Regions from separate parts of the Pan troglodytes genome. Here region 1 is linked to region 2. The links are chromatin contacts, called in public Hi-C maps. All regions are on one chromosome and are shown on one strand. Each heading gives the region's core, a stretch centred on a gene start, on an enhancer-like site or on the middle of the called end of the contact. The rest is flanking DNA. Distances are from core to core; before and after follow the strand shown.

What was found. Hi-C and Micro-C count contacts between places; a contact is called where the count stands out from the background.
Region 1: a contact with region 2 is called in a Hi-C map of induced pluripotent stem cells, with 2.8 times the contacts expected there. The contact joins two enhancer-like sites. A contact is called at or near these places in 2 of 7 Hi-C or Micro-C datasets (induced pluripotent stem cells and stem cell-derived neural progenitor cells).

Annotation. Positions count from the first base shown.
Region 1 is chr7:48,282,837-48,290,197 of NHGRI_mPanTro3-v2.0_pri, forward strand. IDO2 (indoleamine 2,3-dioxygenase 2) reads left to right here. Exons shown (of 11, transcript XM_054656458.1): 6 at 950-964; 7 at 3,308-3,407; 8 at 5,164-5,281. Among named protein-coding and RNA genes, the nearest start is that of IDO2, 26 kb to the left of the region's middle. Within about 2 kb of position 5,620, at least 2 of the 24 cell types and tissues checked have an H3K27ac peak or open chromatin away from gene starts, as enhancers often do. A contact at or near this core is called in induced pluripotent stem cells, where this site is marked.
Region 2 is chr7:47,749,083-47,755,660 of NHGRI_mPanTro3-v2.0_pri, forward strand. All of the region lies in intron 7 of LOC735522 (disintegrin and metalloproteinase domain-containing protein 5), which reads left to right. Among named protein-coding and RNA genes, the nearest start is that of ADAM18, 130 kb to the right of the region's middle. Within about 2 kb of position 3,124, at least 1 of the 24 cell types and tissues checked has an H3K27ac peak or open chromatin away from gene starts, as enhancers often do. A contact at or near this core is called in induced pluripotent stem cells, where this site is marked.

The DNA of each region.
Region 1 (7,361 bases), core at 4,370-6,869, 540 kb after region 2:
GCGGACACAGTCCTGGGTCTCACCAGTTATTCTGCTTGGTAATTATCTTTTGAAGCCTTTTAATATGCCTAACACAGAGCTAAGTGCTATGAAGAAATGAAAGAAATAGAAGCAAAGTACTCCCCATGTGGTTAAATAACAAGACACTACATGACAAATGTCAAAGAGTGACTCAAACAATATGTCCTTTAGAATTTCAGAGAAATGACATCAATGCAGGCTTTACAAGTCAGTAAAAATCTTGGTGATGAGGCAGAACTTGATGTAAGGCAAATCCTAAAAGTTGAGTAGGAATCAACTAGCTAGAATAAAATGTGGGGTTGTGGTAAATACAAAAATGTAAGATGAGTGAAATAACTTATTTATTTATTTATTTATTTATTTATTTTCAGAGACGGAGTCTCCCTCTGTCTCCCAGGCTGGAGTGCAGTGGCATGATCTCGGCTCACTGCAACCTCTGCCTCCTGGGTTTGAGCAATTCTCCTGCCTCAGCCTCCTGAGTAGCTGGGATTGCAGGCACCTACCACCACACCCGACTAATTTTTGTATTTTTAGAGAGATGGGGTTTTACCACGTTGGTCAGGCTGGTATCGAATCCTCGACCTCATAATCCACCTGCCTCAGCCTTCCAAAGTGCTAGGATTACAGGCATGAGCCACTGCGCCCAGCCTAATAATATATTAAGATGGCCACAGGCCAAATATTCTGGGGCTGGGATGTGAGTGGAAATGTCGCTCACCCTTTATCACATAGCACCCCATAGTCCAGCCACAACTTGCAGAATTCAAAGTAAGTGTGGATGTGTGTGTGTCTGCAGTGCCTTGCACACAAGTGTGCATGCCTGTGGACATGTGACCCTAGAAGTTATTAATATATCTGGTTTACAAACTGAATTGTTCTTTTATTTTTTTTCTCTCTTGGTGGTCATCAATAACTGAAATTGGGCTAGATTCCTGGAAATTGGGTAAGTTCTCAGAAATCATTTACGCACTTTAGAATCCAGGCCAAATTTAAAATCTTACAATAAAACAAAGAACAAAGCATGCTAAATTATATGTATAGTATAATATCAACCATATAAAATGCATAAAAAATATACTAGAAGGAAATGTGCCTAAAATTCACAGTCTAAAAATTAACAGTGATTGCCTCTTCCTTGTATAGATAAGGGATTTTTTTTTACTGTATTTTCCAGTCTGTACATAATAAAACAAGTAATGTGCAATGCAAACAAAACAAAATGAAACTTTATCAAATTTCAGTAACTCTTTGAAGTTTAATTTTTTTTTTGAGACTGAGTCTTATTCTGTTGCCCAGGTTGGAGTGCAGTGGTGTGATCTCAGCTCACTGCAACCTCTGCCTCTGGGTTCAAGGGATTCTCCTGCCTCAGCCTCCCGAGTACCTGAGATTACAGGCACCCACAACCACACCTGGCTAATTTTTGTATTTTTAGTTGAGACAGCGTTTCACTATGTTGGCCAGGCAGGTCTTGAACTCCTGACCTCAGGTGATCCACCCGCCTTGGCCTCCCAAAGTGCTGGGATTGCAGGCGTGAGCCACTGCACCCAGTTGAAGTTTAATAGTGTGAAAAAAATATTTCTCATCTCACTATATCTTCTATGGGAGGCCAGATTGCAGATTGGCTACAGAAAAATCCCTTCAAAAGACCTTGTTATTACATAGACTGGAGCTCATGGGGCAGGTCTGGTCCACACATCCTTAGGCTCCGCTTCTCCTGGAAAACAAAAATAGCCTCTGATCCAGTGTTGCCTCTCCCATCACCAAACCTCAGCTTCTATCGCCAAACTCATCAAATAAGAGTGTCCAGTAGAAAAACTGGGCAGATGGGGGCACAGAAGGTGAAGACATCATTTCCCAAGCTAATGTTGCTGCTGGAACAATGTAAGTCTTGACTTTGTCTTGGTTTGGTTTGGTTTGACATTGGTTTGTTTTTCATCTTTGTCTCATGCTTAAAATATGAAGGGCAAATATGATCCATAGAGTTAAGGTTTTAGGTTTTGTAGATGTTTTACTCCATTTAAATGACAGCAGATCATTTAGAAATGATTCCTTTGTAACAGCCTTCCAGATCCCATTCGATTGTACAGCATTGAGACAGATAGATAGATAGATAGATAGATAGATAGATGGAATTTGGCCCTGTGTTCCCACCCATATCTCATGTCAAATTGTAACCCCCACATGTCAGGAGAGGGATCCAGTGGGAGGTGACAGGATCATGGGGTTGGATTTCCCCAATGCTATTCTCATGATAGTGAGTGAGTTCTCACAACATCTCATTATTATTATTATTATTATTATTATTATTGCAACAGAGTCTCACTCTATCACCCAGGCTGGAGTGCAGTGGCGTCATCTCGGCTCGCTGCAACCTCTTGCCTCAGTCTCTTGCGTAGCTGGGATTACAGGCATGCCCCGTCACGCCCAGCTAATTTTTGTATTTTTAGTAGAGACGGAGTTTCACCATGTTGGCCAGGCTGATCTCGAACTCCTGACCTCAGGTAATCTGCCTACCTCGCTCTCCCAAAGTGCTGGAATTACAGGCGTGAGCCACTGTGCCTGGCCAGTTCTCACAAGATCTGATGGTTTAAAAGTGTGGCACTTCCCCCACCTCCTGCCGCCATGTAAGATGCTTGCTTACCCTTCCACCATGATTGAAAAGTTTCATGAGGCCTCCTAGCCACGCTTCCTGGTAAGCCTAAGGATCTCTGAGTCAATTACACCTCGTTTCTTTATAAATTACCCAGTCTCAGGTAGTTCTTTATAGCAGTGTAAGAACGAACTAATACACATATAAACGGATTAGAGGCAGCACTGGCCTGAGTTGTGAAACTCTTCCCAGCCTGGTCCTGCGATTAGCTGGCTATATGACCTTGGACAAGCTGCTTTGCTTCTCTGGACCATGGTTTCATACCTGCAAAAAAAAGAGCATGGACTTAGCTGTTGCCTGGGTCTCTCTAGCCCTGTGGAGAATCAGCTACATCTCTTACTAGGAACTTCTCATTCAGCCAGTTATTCCACTGCAGAGATGGTCCAGGACCATCAGAGCCATGCTAGACATTGGGAGGCTGCCTGTCAGGTGAACATGAAATTGAACTTATCTCTTCTCTTTCCTCCCTGAATGTTGCTGAAGGTAGATGCCCATCCTCAGGGCTGTCTTATGGAGAGGAAAAAGTTGTGCAGTGATTCCACCCTGCAGTTATCTAACTCGGCAGGGACCTCTGGGCAGTGAGTACTCACGGTACAGTCTCCACACCTCTAATCATGTGCTCCTCTCCTTCCCAAGGAACCTGGAGACCATCATCTCATTTCCTGGGGGAGAGAGCCTGCATGGTTTTATACTGGTGACTGCTTTGGTGGAGAAAGCAGCAGTGCCTGGGATAAAGGTATCTTCTCACTTGATAGCACCTTTTCTTTTTAAATGAGCTTGAGCTTTACTTCCCACTCAGTGCCTTTCCTGCAGTGGATTTCTCAATACGAATGAATATAGACCTTGTCCTGCTTAGTTCAAGTCTGAGAGAAGAGATCTAAGCTCTAGGCCACCATATTTGCTCCCTTTTCTCAATTCCTATAAAACTTGGAATGGACCTTTTGTCCATTCAACAAACAGGCATTGGTTTGGGCAATGGGAAATTAGATCGAACAAGACAGACATTTTCCCAGCCCTGACAGAAGCTTATGATGGATACAGTGGATGAAGATGGATTAACGTGGATTACAGGTGTGAGCCACTGCACCAGGCCTCAAACTGGAAATTCTTCAGGAGTCAGACAGGTACCAGGAAGGCTGGATAGAAGACAAAAGACAGTGATGCAGCCTGTGATCAACTACAGCGTTAATGCCTTGCCTAAAAATATTTCAGTTAGATTTCTGCCTTCTCTCTGTCACTCAGGCCAGAGTGCAATGGCGTGGTTTTAGCTCACTGCAATCTCCACCTCCCAGGTTCAAGCGATTCTCCTCCCTCAGCCTCCTAAGTAGTGCACGCCACCATGCCTGGCTAATTTTTGTATTTTTAGTAGAGACAGGGTTTCACCATGTTGGTCAGGCTGGCCTCGAACTCCTGACCTAGTGATCCGCTTGCCTCAGCCTCCCAAAGTGCTGGGATTACAGGTGTGAGCCACCCTGCCCAGCCAACACTACCTCCCTTGATAAGCATATGTTGAGCACCTACTGGTCCTCAATAGGGTGACCCATTGCTGGTATATTATAGCGCTTTCTTTCTCTCTCAGTAGTTAAACTCCATGGTTACTTTAGTTCTCATCCATGTGTTTAGTCCATTAGAAGATACAGAGTCAAATATCAGCCTTCCAAGTGTAGTTCAGATGAAGTAGAGACTCAAGGAAGACAAGGAAGTCTTCCCAGCAGAGGGGATTCTAGAGCTGGGGGCTCTGTAGAATCTCTCTGTGTATTAGTCCATTTTCACACTGTTATAAACATACTACCTGAGACTGGGTAATTTATAAAGGAAAGAAGTTTAATTGACTCATAGTTCTGCATGGATGGGGAGGCCTCAGGAAACTTACAACCATGGAGGAAAGTGAAGGGGAAGCAAGAACCTCTTCACGAGGCAGCAGGAGAGAGAGAGAGCAAAGCGGGGAGCTGCCAAACACTTTTATACAATCAGATTTTGTGAAAACTCTCCCTCATATCATGAGAACAGTATGGGAGAGCCCACCCCCATAATTCAATCACCTCCCACCAGGTCCCTCCATCAGCCTGTGGGGATTACCATCCAAGATGAGATTTGGGTGGGGACACAGATTTCAACACAGATTTAAATCTGACTTTATATGAGAGCTTCGGAGCAAGGATGCCCCAGTTGGAGATGCAGTAGAACTGATCATAACATGTGACAAATCCGAGAGAAGAAGAGTAAAATAATAGTACTCAGGCCCTTGGGAGGTGCAAGAAGTAACAGCCAGATGAAATTCCAGAAACACTTACCTAGGGGTCTGTCTGGGAGGTCCCCAGGGAGCTTCTGGCTGTCAGGCCGACCCCACAGTGGATCTAGCTTAGGACGTTCCGAGGAAGCTCTGACAAACTGTCCGGTCCTCCCCTGGGTTCCCACAGTATGAGGCTTACTCTGCCTGCATGGACTTTAAGGGAGTGCTAATAAGTTGTGTACATGAATCTCATCCCTAGGCTCTTGTTCAGGCCACGAATGCTATCTTGCAGCCCAACCAGGAGGCCCTGCTCCAAGCCCTGCAGCGACTGAGACTGTCTATTCAGGACATCACCAAAACCTTAGGACAGATGCATGGTAAGATGCTTCCGAAGCTCCTGAAGGATCCCCCAGGGGTCCTGGGCTCTGCTTAGGGGAAGAGGGCCTGGAGACCAGGCATGTTCTGAAGGGGGTGATAATACATTCATCCACCAGATGACGCTGGTGGACTATCTTTGTTTTAGGTTAAAACACGTATTATCTTGGAGAGCTATTGTCACAGCTTTGTATTCTCCCTCTCCTTTATATTCTCCCATGATTAAGGTGGTTTCCCTTCTGCAGTGGCCAGATATTTCTTAGGCATGTTGAGGTCTTGCCTGAAGCTTGAGAGGAGGGGATGGGATGCACAGTAATGTTGATCGCGCGTGCCCCATCCTGCAGTGTTAGGTACTGCAGAGCAGGTTGTCTACACTCTGTAATGCCCCTTTTATTCTAACCCCCTGTGTTGGTTCCTGAGATGTCTGACCTTGGTTTTAAGCCTTGTCTAATGGATGGCCTGTGTTCCCTTTCTGTAGCTAGGGCAGGCTGAGTTGTCAAAGGTAGGAAAGTTGTCAGAATCAACATGGAGTCACTTGTGTTGAAGAAAAATTTTTAAAACTTGACAAATAGAGCTGGGGAAGGCTACAAAGAGAGAGCTCCCGTGTATAAATGCCTGATAACAAAATCTTTTCCAAAGGACTGAAAAAATCACCACCTTGCACAAAGGCCATCACAACCTTACATACACAAAAAAATACTTACACAACAACATCTGCCCAGCAACTGCCTTTCCAGCATCGGCCTTGTGCCACCCTTTTTATTGATGCTCATAGCCAAGGTTAATGATCTCAAAAGTTATGTAATTGTCCTCATTTTTCCTTTAAAAACCTTTGTCTTCCTTTATCTTTCTGAATACCCACATGGTTTGTTATGGCACACGTATTCCCATTGCAATGCCCTATTCCACAATAAATATCGGTTTCCATTAGGGAGCCTCTCCCTGTTAATCTGCTTAACACAGGCATGGTCAATTATGGGGCGCAACCTTCCTGGACCGGTTACATCTTATTCTGGTTACTGCATTCAGTTTCCAGCATCTGGAAGGCTCCTCAAATTCTTCTCTCAGAGGAATCTGAAGAATGTATGTGCTTAGGAGGATGTGAGAGAGGGGTGTGGTTTCTTAACAAGAGAATATCAGAGTCTAAGTATCATTTTCCCTGAATCTTGCTTCCCTGTAGGAAAGAAAGATTCTGGGAAAAGAGAGTGTTTACAAGAAGCAGGACTGGAGGGAGGGAGAAAGACGCTAGGTACTGCCAAGCTTTATTATCTTGTATTAAAAAAGTAAATATAATTTGTCATCCCAGCCTCTCAGCATTAGTAGAAATCTATCTGAAGTCACAGGATTAGGTATTATCCACTTCCTGGTTTTATAGTTTATATTTGTATTTTCTCTATTTCCTTGAATTTTAATTTTAAAGCCCTCATGATCACATCAGTAGGTCTTCTGCCAAACAGCTCCCTTAAGTTGTATGGTGGCTTTGCCAAGCTGAAATGAGATGAGATGTGTTTTAGCTTTGCCAAGAAAGCCTGAGTCCATCACTTAGGATATCAAGGCTATTAGGGAGATAGTGCAGGTGTCTTCAGATCACATGGATGAGCAAAAGGAAGCAATTTTGGAAGATTATGAGAAACCTTCCACCAGGTCCCAGTGTACGTAGCAGTAAGATGGTGCATGCAGTGTCTAACTGTCACAGGCTTTCCTAGGGCTCACTTTCAGACTCACTTCGTTTTTTTTTTTTGTGTGTGTGAGACGGAGTCTCACTCTGTCGCCCAGGCTGGAGTGCAGTGCCACTGCAACCTCTACCTCCCGGGTTCAAGTGATTCTCTTGGCTCAGTCTCCCTAGTAGCTGGGATTATAGGCATGCACCACCATGCCCGGCTAATTTTTGTATTTTTAGTAGAGATGGGGTTTCGCCATGTTGGCCAGGCTGGTCTCGAACTCCTGACCTCAGGTGATCTGCCTACCTTGACCTCCCAAAGTGCTGGGATTACAGCCGTGAGCCACTGCGCCCAGCTCAGACTCACTTCTTAGGCCCAGGCCAACCCACTGTGTTCTCCTGCTCAGCCTCTGCAGGAGGTC
Region 2 (6,578 bases), core at 1,874-4,373:
AATGCCTTGAAGTTTCCTTGTCGCTGACTTAGCTGTCTGATCAGCTAACCTATATTTTTTGGCTACCTTATCTGTTTCCTTTTGATGTTACTCAGAGTGCATTTTTGCTATTTTTTGTGATAGAAAAACTGAGGATAATAGCCTGCTAATTTTTTGGTGACATTTTATAGATTTATTGGTGGTAAGAAAATGTGTTTCCTTTTAAATGGCAGCATGAGCATGGAGAGCTATGAAAGCATACTTAGTGTTAGTATAAATGTTAGCTATTTTTCCCTTGCTTAATTCAAGTGCTCTTGTCAGAGCTATTAGTTTAGCTATTTGAGTGCCTGTGCCTGGGGAGAGTGACTACTGTTTATTCAGCCTTACGCACTTCTTGCTTTAACCACTGTTTGTTAGCTAAGAAGAGCTCCCCCTAGAGGACAGTAATCCTGCCACTTTATGTGGAGTGTACATAGTTAAATTATTTCCTAGGGTTAACTTGGAGGCTTTTTTGAATAGTAGAACTATCATGACAATGGCTTGGAAGCATGTGTTAATAGGTCCTCTTAACTGCAAATAAAGTTGAGAAAAATATTGGATTAGAGTTTTCCTTGAGATGCCCCTTACAGTCATGCTATGGGAAGAGGGGAGGCCTGGATTACAGACGAGAGAAAAGAGAGAGACTGGCTCTAGTGTTTAGAAGGAGGTCCACTTTCTTTAATTTCCAGAATTAGCTGGGGTTTCTGTGCTATAATGGCAGTTTGAGCTGCTGGAGCTGGGGCTTGAGCCATGGGACCCATTAGTCCTGCTGGACCGTCTGTGAGACTGTTTCTGAACCCAGTAACCTCCACCTCTGGGGGCAGTTTCATCTCCAGTGGTTTGTGCCACAAACTAGACAGGTTTGAGGTGGCTTCGTCTTGCTGCCTGGGCATTCCTTCTTAAAATGCCCTGGCCTGCCACACTAATAGCAATTAGCCGATGCACCTGGGGGATCCTGGACTTTGCAAGCCTGCTAAGCTGCTGCTAGAGACTTTGTCCTTTTTCTGAGCTTTCTTTCTTTCTTTTGGGCCTCCTTCTGGTCCCTATTATAAAAGACTGAAGTGGCCACCTTCAGGAAGTTCTCTAAGGTGCTATTTGGTCCTATAGCTTGCTTCTGTAGTTTTCTTCTAATATTGGGAGCTGCCTGTGTAATAAACTTGTCCTTCAGGATGAGCTGTCCCTTGACTGAATTAGGGGATAAAGAGGCGTGTTCTATTAGTGCTTCTCTCAGCCTTTCCATAAAGGCTACAAGATTCTCATTTGGCTTTTGTTTTATTATAGATAGTTGAGAGTAATTGAGTGGTTGGTCCTGGTTTTTCATAGGCCTTCTAAAATGCATATTAAAAAGTGCTTTCTTTTCCATCTAGCTCCTGAGCTATTGGGGTTTCAGTTAGAGTTGTCTACTGGAACTGCTTCCCTCCCAATTGGGAATGGTGTTTCTATTACTTTTTCACTTTCCCAATCTGCTTTCTTACCTTTTGGTGTATTATGGGAGATACACCATTGTTCATTTTCAAAATTCTCTGCTGCTTGCAGAGCTGCCTGCTTTTCAGCTGCAGTGAGGGTCTGACTTAGGACCAATATGACATTACTTCATATTTTGGAGAGCTTTTATATACCTATCAGGGTCATCAGAAAATCAGCCTAAGTCTCCCTTTATTTGTTTAAGGTCCTATAATCAGAAGTGAACTTGAAGGGGCCCCAACTAAGGGGGATCCTTAGATGGTTCCCCTGGAAATTGCTTTTTTAATTTTGGGGAACTATTTTCCCTGGGCCTGCCTGATATGATTGCTCAAAGAGCTGGGTTGATCTTACAATGCTTGTAAAGGTTTAGTAAAAATGCTATGCCCTTGTGGAAAAGAAAATGAGTTGCTTTTTTCTTCAATGTTCTGAGGTTAAGGAAGTGCCAGTGTTTCCGAGTGCATTCCAGAGGGGTGCAAGCTGAAGATAATTTGTTACCCATTTAGGAAAAGAAAAGAGAATAAAAGCGTCCTCTTATTCTCCTTCCTTTCCATATGACCCAGAGTGGAGGAGAATCCTCGGACATTTTTCCTTCCCTGGTTTCTGGATCCTGGCCCCATGTTAAATGTGCCACCCATGGTTGAAGGCATGGTCCTTCAAACCATGGAATCAGATGAACTAAGCGATGGGACTAACCACACTTTACCCATGCAACCTTAGCTTCTCCGCCTTGTGTGATTCCTCTCTGACTTCCTAAAGCTGTGTGATCCTCCTGGCTCCCCGAAAAATGGATCTCGGGAGAGACTGTGTCACCTTTGGGCAAGGCTCCTTTAATGTAGGCAATGTGCTAGATTGCCTGCTATTATGGCCCGTGCTAAAGCATTTACCCTTAAAAAATGGTTCCGGTTATCTTCTGAATTTAAAATCCCCTAACTAATTAAGTACTATCTTAATTGGAGACAGAATAGGTGCCTTAAAAGAATATAGCAACTGAATGGCCATTTTCCTGCTGATGGGACAATATCCAGACTAAAATTTGGCCATGGAAGACATCTTACTCCTAACTGTTGCAGCAAAGGACTGGCAATGTATCTTATGAAGAGGATTTCTATTTCCACTAGATGGCGCTGTTGGCTTAGAAATAACATGTGCTCATTAGCAGTGAGTGACCTCACTGTGGGTGAAAGGCGAGAACTCTCTTCCTAGAAGGTTGCGATGGCATTTTTCCTGAGCTATATCCCCAGTCTACAGCATTTCCTGATCTTGCCTAACAGGATTATTTCGCTAGCCCATAAAAGTACCCACACATTCGACACACACACAGAGAGTAAGAGACTACAGATAGAGAAGAAAAGTTTGGCGACAGGATAGCTGGAGGAGAGCCTTGAAATTAAAGGACAGATTTAAGGTGGAAGTTCGCTCCTAATACTCACCACTCCGATGAATGAATTCTCGGCCCATGAACCAAAATGATACAGCTCTGATAAATGAAGGAATGGGGGGCTCGGAACAAAGAGGAACCCCAGGTGCAGCAAAGAAGTAGTTGCTTATATTGGGAAGCTAAAGGAGGCAGTATCTAATTTACGTAGGGCCCAGGGGATTGGTTTAACCAGGTGTATCATCCACATAGCCCATGAGAAACCTGGCCCTCCTACCTTAGCCCTTTAATATGCAAATGTGGGTCACCACACTGTTTTATCACATGGTGTTATCTAAAGGTGGCCATAATACTTGGCACACCTGGTAACAAGAAGGAAAAGGTGGGACTCGCCATGTTAAGTGGACCCAGATTTTAATCATCAGCATTTGCATATCAAAGCTTGCTGGCCTGGCCCTTCCTGTTGCGTTTTCTGTTAAGTAAGAAATGTTTCAGGGGGTTGTTTCTTATTATAGGAAAATTTGCACCAAGAACCTTTACCCTTTCTAGTGGCCTAAAAACTGTTTCTTAATAACTCCTGTATTATTGCCATGAACGTTGGTGTACAAATATTTTTATGAGTCTGCACTTTCAATTTTTGTAGGTATATACCCAGAAGTAGAAGGTTAGCTCGTATGGTAATTCTATGTTTAACTTTTTGAAGAGCTGTCATACTGTTTTCCACAGCAGCTGCACCATGTTCCATTCCCATTAGTAATGCACAAGGACTTCAGTTTCTTCCCGTTCTCACCAACAATTGTTATATTCAGTTTGTTTTATTAATAATAGTAATTCTAATGGGTGTGAAGTGGTATCATCTTGTAGGTTTGATTTTCATTTCCTTAATGATTAGTGATGTTGAGTGTCTTCTCCTGTGCTTATTTCTCATCTGTAGGTCTTCTTTGGAGAAATGTCTGTTCAAGTCCTTTGCCCATCTTTTAACTGCACTGTTGTTTTTGTTGCTATGGTTGTTATAGAGACTGGGGATTTCTTTATGTATTCTGGATATTAATTCCTTATCTGATATATGATTTGCAAATACTTTCTTCCATACTGTGTGTTGCCATTTTACTCAGTTGATGGTGTCCACTGATGCACAATAGTTTCTAATTTTATGTTGGCTTTTCTGTGTATCCAGTTATAGTTTAGTCCATTCATCAAAAGCCACATTCACAAATTCTTTAAAAAATAGGCACCTTTACTCTGGGAGGCTTGCCAAGCTTCTGAGTGACAACTCCCTTAATATTAGAAACCGTTTTTTGTATAACTAAGGGTGTCTACTAAGTACAATCTTAAATCTCTCAAAGGCCTCAACAAAATGTACTATAGTTACACCCTTGATGTGAGATAGTTTCTTACTTTGAGTGTGAATGGCTGGAGATAAGGATTCTCCTTACAATCGGAACAGTTTGTTCCTTTAGCATATCTCTTTCTTCTTTTACTTTATCAAAAACAGCAAATATAAGCTAATTGACATACTTAACACTCTGATTTTAAATTATTTTGCCAAAGTTCACAAATTGATTAGGTACATTTAAAATTTTTTTCCAAGACTACACATTGGGTACAGAGTACACTGCTCAGGTGATGGGTGAACCTAAATCTCAGAAATCACCACTAAATAACTTAATTATGTAACCAGACACCACCCTTTGCAAGTAAACTCTCAGGATTTTAGTTCCAGCAAATGAAGGCAAAAGTGACTAATCAGAGCAAATGAGACTCAGCCAGGTGCATCAGTCGCAGGGTGCATGAGCCTCATCCAGCTGGCACAGAGCACTGCTTCTGTGACCACCAAGCTGCAGACAAACCAGCAGACTGCAAAGAACTACATCACTTAGAAGCTGATAGAAGTCTTATTATTGTGATAGACTATGCTGAAACATTGAGCCTTACTGTAATTAATCATTTCATATAATTTTCACAATGACAGTAAAATCCTGCCACAAGTGGCACTGTCAACTTTTCTGCTTTTCTATGTGCATTCCCTTTTCCTCACATTGACATTCAAATTACAGAGTCTCCTTCGTCTAAAGGAGCTGTCCTATTGAAGCAGCATCCTTGCCTGGGGAAATACCCGAGGTTTGTCGTCTCGTTCTGAGATTAATGACATGGACACACACACATGGAATGGGTTAAGGAGCAGGAAGTTAAATAGGCAGAAGAAAGGAGAGAGGAGAGCAGCTTGCTCTTTCTTATGAGAGAGAGATGTCCAAAAGGGAAAAGTCGGCCGGCGGCGGACTGCTCCAGATCTTATAGGCAGGATGGAGGAGGCAGTGTTGGATTTCCGTAGGCCCCACAGTTTGGTTTGATCAGGTGTAATGTTTACATGGTGCCCAGGGAAGGCTGGTTGCCCCGCCCTAATCTTATTATGCAAATGGACTTTCTACTTGGCCAGCGCCATCTTGTCTGCTCCTTACTGTACGTGTGGCTGGCAAAGAGAAGATGGAGCTGCCATTTTGAACATGCCTATTCCCAGGTGGCCTTTTCCTATTGGCACAACTGCCGGCATTCGCCTGTGCAAGCTTCTAGCTTGCTTGTCTATGTCTGCAGCTTGATTTTACAGGCTGATGTTTGTTAGAAAAGAAAATGATTTTGGAGTTGCTTTTCATTAAAAGGAAAACCTTACTGAGGACTCCCGTACCCTCAGTATCTGCCTAAGTAATTTCTTCTTAACTCCTATATAACCAGCTCGCTAATGGGACCAATTCATTTAACCTGCACTGCAGTACAGCCACAGAGCCGAGTAATATGTATAGGATCCAGGGGAAATGAGTCCTCCCAGCTGGCCCCTCCTGCCATTTGATTCAGAGATGAGAGTTCCTCTTTCTTTTGACTTAGGCTGATTTACAGAAAAAAAGCACATTCCAGAATAATCAAGTTAAGTATTAGCCAGATAATCTTCAGCTGCTGGCTTGGATTATATAACAACTCCCTAATTCTAGAAGCTAAGGAACAGAAGGCCAGCATTTTCTCTGATTTCCTATAGTTTTAATGCTTTTCCACTCTCCCCTTCCCTTCTCCCAGCCCACTGTCCCACCACTTCACTGCATATGCCTTTGAAAGTCTATGTGGATCATATTCCTCAGCTATTTTGATTATCTTGGGTGCTTCTGCTTACACTGCCATGTATCCTGGCCTCATAAAATATTCACTTTACGTGACCCTTGCTTGCTGCCTTTAACACACTCACCATAGAACTCTTGCAGAGACAAAATTCCAGGAAAAGCACCTGCAACTATTAGTGCATTAAACCAGTATTCCGAGATGACTCAATGCATTGCTTCTGCCGTAGAAGAAAATGCTGGGGTGAAGCGAGAGCACAGGTGAAAGACCTGGTTTTCCTTAAATGGATAAAGCCTCAGAGGCATTTCTATTCTTGGAGGACCCAGTCCTGATTCTTCTGATCATTTTTCAAATCAGCTTAATGAATATGAGATGGGCTGTACATTAAACTGATATAACAGGTAAATATCACCTGCATTTAGCATGGGCAGCTGATATAGGGCAACTGTTTTCTGTGATTGTAAAGAATTTGTAAGGGGAGTAAAAATGCGGGCCGGATTTCTGAATGAGATTTACATTCTGCTCTCACTCTTGACCCACTGCCACAATAAACACGGGGAGATATTTTTAAGCTCTCATGAGTAAAAGCAATGCCAATTGCTATAGATTGCTTTTG